Regions from separate parts of the Mus musculus genome. Here region 2 is linked to region 1. Evidence: chromatin contacts called from public HiChIP or PLAC-seq data. All regions are on one chromosome and are shown on one strand. Each heading gives the region's core, a stretch centred on a gene start, on an enhancer-like site or on the middle of the called end of the contact. The rest is flanking DNA. Distances are from core to core; before and after follow the strand shown.

The links. HiChIP or PLAC-seq counts read pairs in DNA pulled down with a chosen protein or histone mark.
Region 2: an H3K27ac HiChIP or PLAC-seq map of microglia shows a contact between it and region 1, with 5 times the contacts expected there. The contact joins two enhancer-like sites. A contact is called at or near these places in 7 of 115 datasets of contacts at active chromatin or transcription factors (bone marrow-derived macrophages, extraembryonic endoderm stem cells, fibro-adipogenic progenitors and 3 more).

Annotation. Positions count from the first base shown.
Region 1 is chr15:37,999,610-38,003,648 of GRCm38.p6, reverse strand. Ubr5 (ubiquitin protein ligase E3 component n-recognin 5) reads left to right here. Exons shown (of 59, transcript NM_001112721.2): 33 at 932-1,092; 34 at 1,193-1,432; 35 at 2,956-3,079; 36 at 3,645-3,756. The region is part of intron 1 of Gm49085 (a long non-coding RNA gene); the gene reads right to left. Among named protein-coding and RNA genes, the nearest start is that of Gm49085, 40 kb to the right of the region's middle. Within about 2 kb of position 1,733, at least 40 of the 459 cell types and tissues checked have an H3K27ac peak or open chromatin away from gene starts, as enhancers often do. A contact at or near this core is called in bone marrow-derived macrophages and microglia, where this site is marked.
Region 2 is chr15:38,466,261-38,470,299 of GRCm38.p6, reverse strand. No RefSeq gene overlaps it. Among named protein-coding and RNA genes, the nearest start is that of Gm41308, 4.9 kb to the left of the region's middle. Within about 2 kb of position 1,844, at least 94 of the 459 cell types and tissues checked have an H3K27ac peak or open chromatin away from gene starts, as enhancers often do. A contact at or near this core is called in bone marrow-derived macrophages and microglia, where this site is marked.

The DNA of each region.
Region 1 (4,039 bases), core at 484-2,983:
CCTTTTTAAATTTGTTTTTCTTTAATGTAAACTAAAATTTAGATAATAGGACCCAGTGCTGGATGGTTGTTCCTTAGGCACTGACAGGACATTGAGTTTAGTCCTTTCTGCAGGCTGGTTTGTTACTGTCCGGTGCCACTCTAACCTCTTCCTCCAAACCTGTTCTAAGTAGTTTATAATAATTGCGTAAAGTTAGGATACAATAAAATGGTTTGTGAATCTAACCATAGTAGATCTTAAATTATAAGATTAATTATTAATTATACTCAATGAAATGGAACATGTTTTGCTATAAAGATTGTTATAAAAATCATTAAAAAAATAACATGAAATTGGGTTTTCTTTGTAGTTGGTATCTTTTTTATGCACAGGGAAGTATTAGAAAGTAGTAAATGAGATATGCAATAAGTGTTCTTCAATGAGTGAACTTCTGATTTTACATGTTTGATATTTCCTTCTAAACATGCATGATAAGTATATACAGGCCTATGGGACAAAAGCCAAGTTAGTATACATTTGGGATCCATTTGCTATCAGACACACAGTATCAGTACAGTTAGGTGTATACCTGTAAATGGTTTGGTTCAGTTTGTTTCAAAATTTTGTTACAAGGGCTGTCAAGGTGGCTTAGCTAGTAACAGGTGCCACCAGAGCCCAACAGCCTCAGCTCAGTCACTGGACCCACGCGGCAGAAGGAGAGGACTGCCACCTGCACGGTGCTCTCTCACCTCCAAACGCACACATGTACATACGTCATATATGTGTGTATACACATTCACACATATATACATAAATCACACACATACATATATACACACACAAAAACATTTTAAACATTTTATTGGGAACTATTAATATTTAAAAGTATTAGACTACGTTAACCATCATATGAACTATCTCAGCATTAATAGAATGATTGCCATTTTTAAAGCTTTTAGATACTCTGCTAGGCACCTTAGTAAAAGAACTCCAAAACAAGTACACACCCGGACGCCGGGAAGAAGCAATTGCCGTGACAATGAGGTTTCTACGATCTGTGGCAAGAGTGTTTGTCATTCTTAGTGTGGAAATGGCTTCGTCCAAAAAGAAAAAGTAAGGCATTTCAAAACCTTTTGCACACATTTGTAGTGTGATAATGTTAGTATGTGTATGAGAAGAATCATTAGAGGTTTTTATTTTTTTCCTGCTATAGCAACTTTATTCCACAGCCAATTGGAAAATGCAAACGTGTGTTTCAAGCACTGCTTCCTTATGCTGTAGAAGAATTGTGTAATGTGGCAGAGTCTCTGATTGTTCCTGTCAGAATGGGGATTGCCCGGCCGACAGCACCGTTTACTCTGGCCAGTACTAGCATAGATGCCATGCAGGGCAGTGAAGAATTATTTTCAGTAGAACCATTACCACCACGGCCGTCATCAGATCAGGCAAGCAGGTATGTTAATGTTTTGTATGGAAATGGTTTATCTGGCTTATTAAAGCTGTGCTTTGGAGTAGCAGTTGAAATGATTTTCACAATTCTAATTTTGTCACCTAATGTAAGTATAATATTTTAGTACTTATCTGCCCACCATGGATTAAAACTAAATATTAACAACAGAAAGCTTACAAACTTTTGGAATTGGAACACCTCTCTACTAAATGAAAAAATAGCCACGTAGCCAAATGTGTTGCAAGTCGTTTTATGTTCCACTTCCTTTGCTCCAGGAAGTGGCTAGTGCTTTCAGCTCCCGCCCGGCTTCCCTTGAGTCCTCCGACAGAAGGCACACACACAGTTAATTCCTTCACTACTTGCCTTCTTGGCACAATTGCTGGGTGCTGATATCTCCTGCCTGAAAAAGCCCACCCTTACCGATTTATTATTTTCCTGTCTCTACCTGCCCTAACCTAGCCCTGACCTCTTGCCTGTAGTAGTGGCCACAGGCCCCAGCTCCCCCTGAGAGCTCACATGGTTGCTGCGTTCTTCTTCCAAAGCATGGCAGAAAAACCCCTCTCCTTCCTTGAATCTGCTTTTCCTCTTGGGACCCAGAAATCCTGCCCAAACTTTCTGCCCAGAAATTGGCCCTTGGCTTTCTTTACTGACAAAAGAAGAATCAATTGCAGAATAGGACCTTCCTGTCAGAACTTCCCCCTTCACACATGGTGATCGCCTTTAATCCAAGCCTGGGCCACAGAGGCAGGTAGATCTCAGTTTTCACAGCCAGCCATGTCTACAGAGTGAGTCAGGATAGCCAGGGAGAGCTACACAGAGAAACCCTGTCTGAAAAAAAGAAAAAAGAAATTCTTTTTTTTTTGAAATTAAAAGATTTTCCTCTCAGCTTCTTCTTTGCCTCTGTAACGATGCATCTGTCTTAGCAGATCCTGGAAAGCCCTGGTTGTGAGGTAAGTACCTGTGTGCTTATGCAAAGGCACTGCTACCCTAGTTGTGTCGAATAATTTCTTTGATTCTCATTTCTCAGGAAACCTGTTAAGGAGAAAGACACTAAAAGCTTTATATTTTAATGTCTTTTAGCTCATTCTTGAATCTCTAAATGAAGTGACCAGAGGGCTGTTAAACATCACGTTTCTAGTTTTTGGTTTCTTTAAAACTCAATTTAGTGATTGTTTGCTTCCTTTTGTGTGGATGCACTTGCCTTTGGCTATGTCTAAGTCAGATCTGAAGGGACGTGAAGCTTTGATCACTCTGCTTTTGGTTGTTCCTCTGTTTTAAAATATGATTTGTAGATGTGATTTCCCTATGCCATGTCCACCCACTAACCAGTCAGTGAGAAGCGAGCAAGTACAGGATAGAAACTGTGGTTTAATGTGTGAATGTTGGTGTCAGTACTCTTGGCATCTGAGGATGCTGGAGGAAAGAAAGAAAGTAAGCATTGAGCTGCAAAAAGGATCCCAGAGAGCAGTGTGCTGTGTGAGCCATCTTGACAGCTGTGGTCTCTCCCTCCCCCTGACTCCTTACAGCTCCAGTCAGTCTCAGTCATCTTACATCATTCGGAACCCACAGCAGAGGCGCATCAGCCAGTCACAGCCCGTCAGAGGCCGAGACGAGGAGCAGGATGATATTGTGTCAGCAGACGTGGAAGAGGTACTTTTAACTGTTTTAAGTGCAGGTGACAAACTTTGGTGGGAAGAGCAGTCACTTAGAAGTCAGTCTTGATCGTGTTAGTTTGAAACTACCCTGTGTTCCAGCCAACTTGTCGACATTAGTTATACTCATTTGTGGCTGTATATATTACAGTGATGTCAGCAAGCTTCCATTTATTGAGTGCCAGGAAATTGGACACATAAACTTGTTTTTTACCTAAAGACTAAGACTAAAGATAGTTTTACTGTTGGCCTTTTTTTTAATAGTTTAATGCAATGTATTTGAAAGTATAGAAAATTCAGCCCTTCCCCATTTCCCAGAACAGTTTTATACTTCTAATTTTGAAGCCTGTTTTTAGATACTAATTACAAACTATGTGATATGCTGATGGAAATTTTCATAATGAATTGTCATTAGTAAATGATTTTAAAACAGCATAATACAAATTTAGAAACCCTTATTTTAGAGAGCTTTAAAATTTTAGTTTACTAATTCTATGGACAAAACTGGTAGAGACAGGTTTATTATGTGCTGTGATGATCTATAAATAAAATTGTGGGTTCAGGTTGAGGTGGTGGAAGGCGTGGCTGGAGAGGAGGATCATCATGATGAACAGGAAGAGCACGGGGAAGAGAATGCTGAGGCTGAGGGACATCACGATGAGCATGATGAAGACGGTACGTGGGAGTGGGAGGAGTCAGGTGCCTGGAGAGCAGCCTCGTTTGCTCTGCAGTAACCGAATTCTTTTCTTCTGAATTTCTCTGTAGTATTTTTACAGTTTAGGAAGTAAGTCAACATACATCAAATAATTGTATTTGCTAAAGGAACTTGTTTGTGTGAGTCAGGGTGTTGTGTACCCCAGGTCTCCCTCAGACTCACTGTGGAGGTGAGCATGGCCTTAGGCTTCTCACCCTTCTGCTTCCACTTCCCAACTGCTGGGACTAGAGGTGTGCATGACTA
Region 2 (4,039 bases), core at 595-3,094, 470 kb before region 1:
GGGCCTGGCCTTGCTTGTTTAGGATCATACCAGAAGGGCTGGGGCCTCACTCACCTTACTCTCCGTGGGTTGCAGACCCTGTAGTCAACTGGGGAGGTAGGGAGGCACCCTTCCTCAGCTAAAGGAGATGAATGTACAAAGATAAATCGTTTCCAGGCCCTGGTATTAGCTGGCAGGTGGCTTTCCTGTTAATCGGGGCAGTAATGCTATGATTGAAAGGCACGAAAAAGAAGAGAAGAATTATGGGAATATGTAAAAAAAAAAAAAAAAATCACTGGAGGACTTAATTCTTCATCCCAAAGCAAGTTTCCAAAAGCTGAGGATGTGGCTTGGTGGTAGAGTGTTTGCCTACTGCAGGTCTAGTTCTTAGGAGTGTGTGTGTGTGTGTGTGTGTGTGTGTGTGTGTGTGTGTGTGTGTGGGGAGTGGGGGGATGGATTAAACTTTCCACTGAAGCCCTACATTTGTAGAATAATCTGGCCTTCCAATGGGTAGCAAGGCTAGGCATGTCTGGGTGCTTTGAGCTGCCTCCGCGTCTGCCCAGTAGCCAATCAGAGAGGCGGCTCTGTGTCTGGGAGGCACAAGGAAAGCAAAACATGAGCTCTGGGGACAGAAGATGATGCTTCGTGGTAGAATACTTACCCAGAAGGCACAAGGCCTAACTCTTCTCCAGCCAGAAATGGAACAGTCAAGGAAAAACCATAAGAAACATGCACCTTCTGGAAGCTTCTCTAACTCCAGCAGTTTTCCCTTACCAGGGCAAACAGGAAGGCAGGGTGAGGAGGAGCCAGGACACGGAGGACAGCAAATGTCTACAGGCGCTTGGTTTTCTCCCCTAGACCCGCGCCTCTAAGATCCATCTGGGACCGGGATGAGTAAGACTGTGGGCCCCAGCGGGAGTTCATGCTGAGCCGCTTTCCTGGATTTCACTTGCTGTTTTTCTCAGAGCCACCACTTAATTAATGGTGCCAGTCTGGGGAGGGAGGTGTCTGTGTCTCCCCTTGTAGGCAGGAGCAGGACAACAGCTGGGCTTTCAGAACCAGTCTGGATCTGTCCTGGCAAAACGTCATTGATGTCTTGACAGGGACTGTGTGAGCTTCCCCTTGCCCTGGGAGACTTTCACCTAGACTTCAGGCAGGGTGCACCTACTGCGTTTGGGCAGCCTTTTCCCCAGTGTGCTTTTCAAGGGTGGGCGGCTCATTTCTGACAATCCAATCTAGTTGGAAATAGCATTGAACTAGACTTCTAGGAAGTGTTCCCCCACCCCCCATCCCCTACCCACCCTCCTCATCCTCCTCCTCCTCCTCCTCCTCCTCCTCCTCCTCCTCCTTCTTCTTCTTTTTTCCTGAAGAAGACTTAAGAATGGCAGCTCTTGGGAAACAAAGGTGTCTAATTTGCTGATCTGGGACCAGACGTGACATCAGAGGAAGAAATAGTGTCCAGAGATGGTCTGGAAAGTGGGAGGGGTCAAGGCCCTAGGTCGCCCTTCAGGGAACATCGTGGGCTGGATCACTGAGGGTTCGCTTTGGATCAAGTGTAGGTGTAAGAAAGACTGCACAACTTGTAGCTTCTGCATTATCCAGGCTCAGAGCCCAAGCTCTTTGGAAGCAGCTTCTCCCACTTCTGCCTTGGGCCCAGCCCAGGTGACACTTACCTACTCTGTGTAGAGCTGTTTGCTCCAGTAAGTTTGAATGGCCCTGAGACCTCCACATGACTCCTAACATGCCTGGCTTGCCCTGCTGTGTTTCATGTTCCGAGAAGAAAGAACTTCATCTGTGCAGCTCACTCTTGCCGGGCCTCCTGGAGGAAGTGAGTTAGCTGCCAGCTCTGGCCCCCTCTTGCCTGCAATCTGCCCTTGGAAGCATTCTTTGTTTCTGACAGAGCTTCCTCTTTGCTGTGACTGCTTACAAGACAACCTTATCTGGGCCTTTGAACCCCACCAACTCTTCCTTGTCTGATCAAACAGCCCAGCATTTTCCACTTCACCGTTGACCACAGTGACCAATCAAATCAGAGAGCTAGATGCTTACCTATGTAGTTGGATCCAGGGCAGGGAGCCAGTGCAATGTGGCTGCACCTCACCGATACTCAGCCCTTCAGGAGCATAGTGAGCCTGGCCCGCTGAGCTCACTAGCTGTGGTAAAGGGCCAGTGTAAGTCTACATCTTGAAAATGAAGGGAGGGTGGGGGTGCTACTAAATTTTAATTATAAGATTCCTGGGGCTAGGTTGTAGCTAACTAGGAAATCATGGGTTCAGCATATGCAAGACCCCATCACCCCTATTATTATTATTATTACTATCATTAACAGTATTATTCTATAATACTGTTAATGATAGTAATAATAATGTAAAAGTGCAGTTGCTCGTATGCACAATAAAGGGCTTCTCAAGAACAAGTGTGTTAAGGCTGAGATAAACTATGAGATAACTGGCCAGGCAGTGGTGGTGCACGCCTTTAATCCCAGCACTTGGGAGGCAGAGGCAGGCAAATTTCTGAGTTCGAGGCCAGCCTGGTCTACAAAGTGAGTTCCAGGACAGCCAGGGCTACACAGAGAAACCGTCTCGAAAAAACCAAACAAACAAAAACTATGAGACAACTGAATTTCTGATAGTCACATGGCAAAAGTCTACATCGCCACAGATGTTAGAAGTGATGATTGAGGGGACAGGTCTGCCTCCGAAGGGTTGGGGTCCCTGCTTAGTGTTTGCCACCCCACTAGAATTCTGCTGTCAGACTTGACTATCTAATGAAGTAGACAGGCAGTGTCCCTTCATAAACAAGCGCTGTCACCTTGGGCCATGTGCTTTTTTTTTGAGCCATGGTTTTTGCTTTTCTGTTATTTTTTTTTTATTTATTTACATGGGTGTCTTGCCTGTACTATGTGTAGTACCTTTAAAGGCTAGAAGAGGTGTTGATTCTCAGAACTGGAGTTCCAAACAGTTGTGAGCTACCATGTGGGTGCTGGGAACTGGGTTCACTGGGAGAGCAATGTCCTTGACTGATGGACCAGCTCTACAGCCTGTTTTTGCTTTGTTAACTTGTAAAACAGAGATAATTTGTTTTACGTAAAAGAGAAAAACAATACTCTACTCACAGTCTTTGACCACATGTTGGGATTTTCCACAATAACCAGTTCTCCAGCACCAGCTAGGGCACTGCAGTTAAAATTCTTTTCTGACACTGTCTACCAGGAATGAAGTCAGGTCCTATAAGTTAAAGGCTCAGTATTATAAAATTGTGCCCTCCTTCAGATACCAATAGGAGACTCACTTCCAGAATGTCTACCAGCTGGTCTATAAGCTGACCCCTTCTGAGGCGTGATCACAAACTCAGGCAAGCATCCGCATGTGTCTGTTTAAAGGGATTAAAGGGTGGGGGCAAGGGTTATAAGGGACTCTCAAGACCACACATCAAGAACACAGATGAACTCCGGTGGAAAAGGTGTGTAGAGCTAAGTACAAAGAAAGCGATGGTGAATGTGCATGCCTTTGTTGACTTTAGGCCTGCAGCATCCCCTGGAACTCTCCCGTGCTCACTGTCCAGGGATTTCTCAGAGAGCCTTCACTGCCATTACAGGCTTCATTATTGCCTGTGTTTCCAGCTGCAACTGAAAGTCCCAACTTCCAATCACGGCCTGGACTCTCTGGAGAGCAGCTCCTGAGACTGCAAGACTCCTTAGAAGAAAAGACATTTATAGAACCCAGAAAATTCCCAAGTGGCAGGAGAGAAATACTGTCACCAATGCCATCCAAGAAAGGATAAGCCTTCAGAGCTTTGTGCTAGGAGCAATGGACAGAGACTCTGTGTGTGTGTGTGTGTGTGTGTGTGTGTGTGTGTGTGTGTGTGTGCGCGCGCGCGCGCACGCGTGTGTGTTTTAAAGAAAAGAAAACATGTGTTGAGGCATATATCTCATGCCTGGTGCCTGCAGAGGCCAGAAGGTTCTGGATCCCCTGAAACAGGAGTTATAGATGGCTTTTAAATGCCATGTGGGTTCTGGGAACTGAATCCTTGGTTCTCTGGAAGGGCAGCTAGTGCTCTT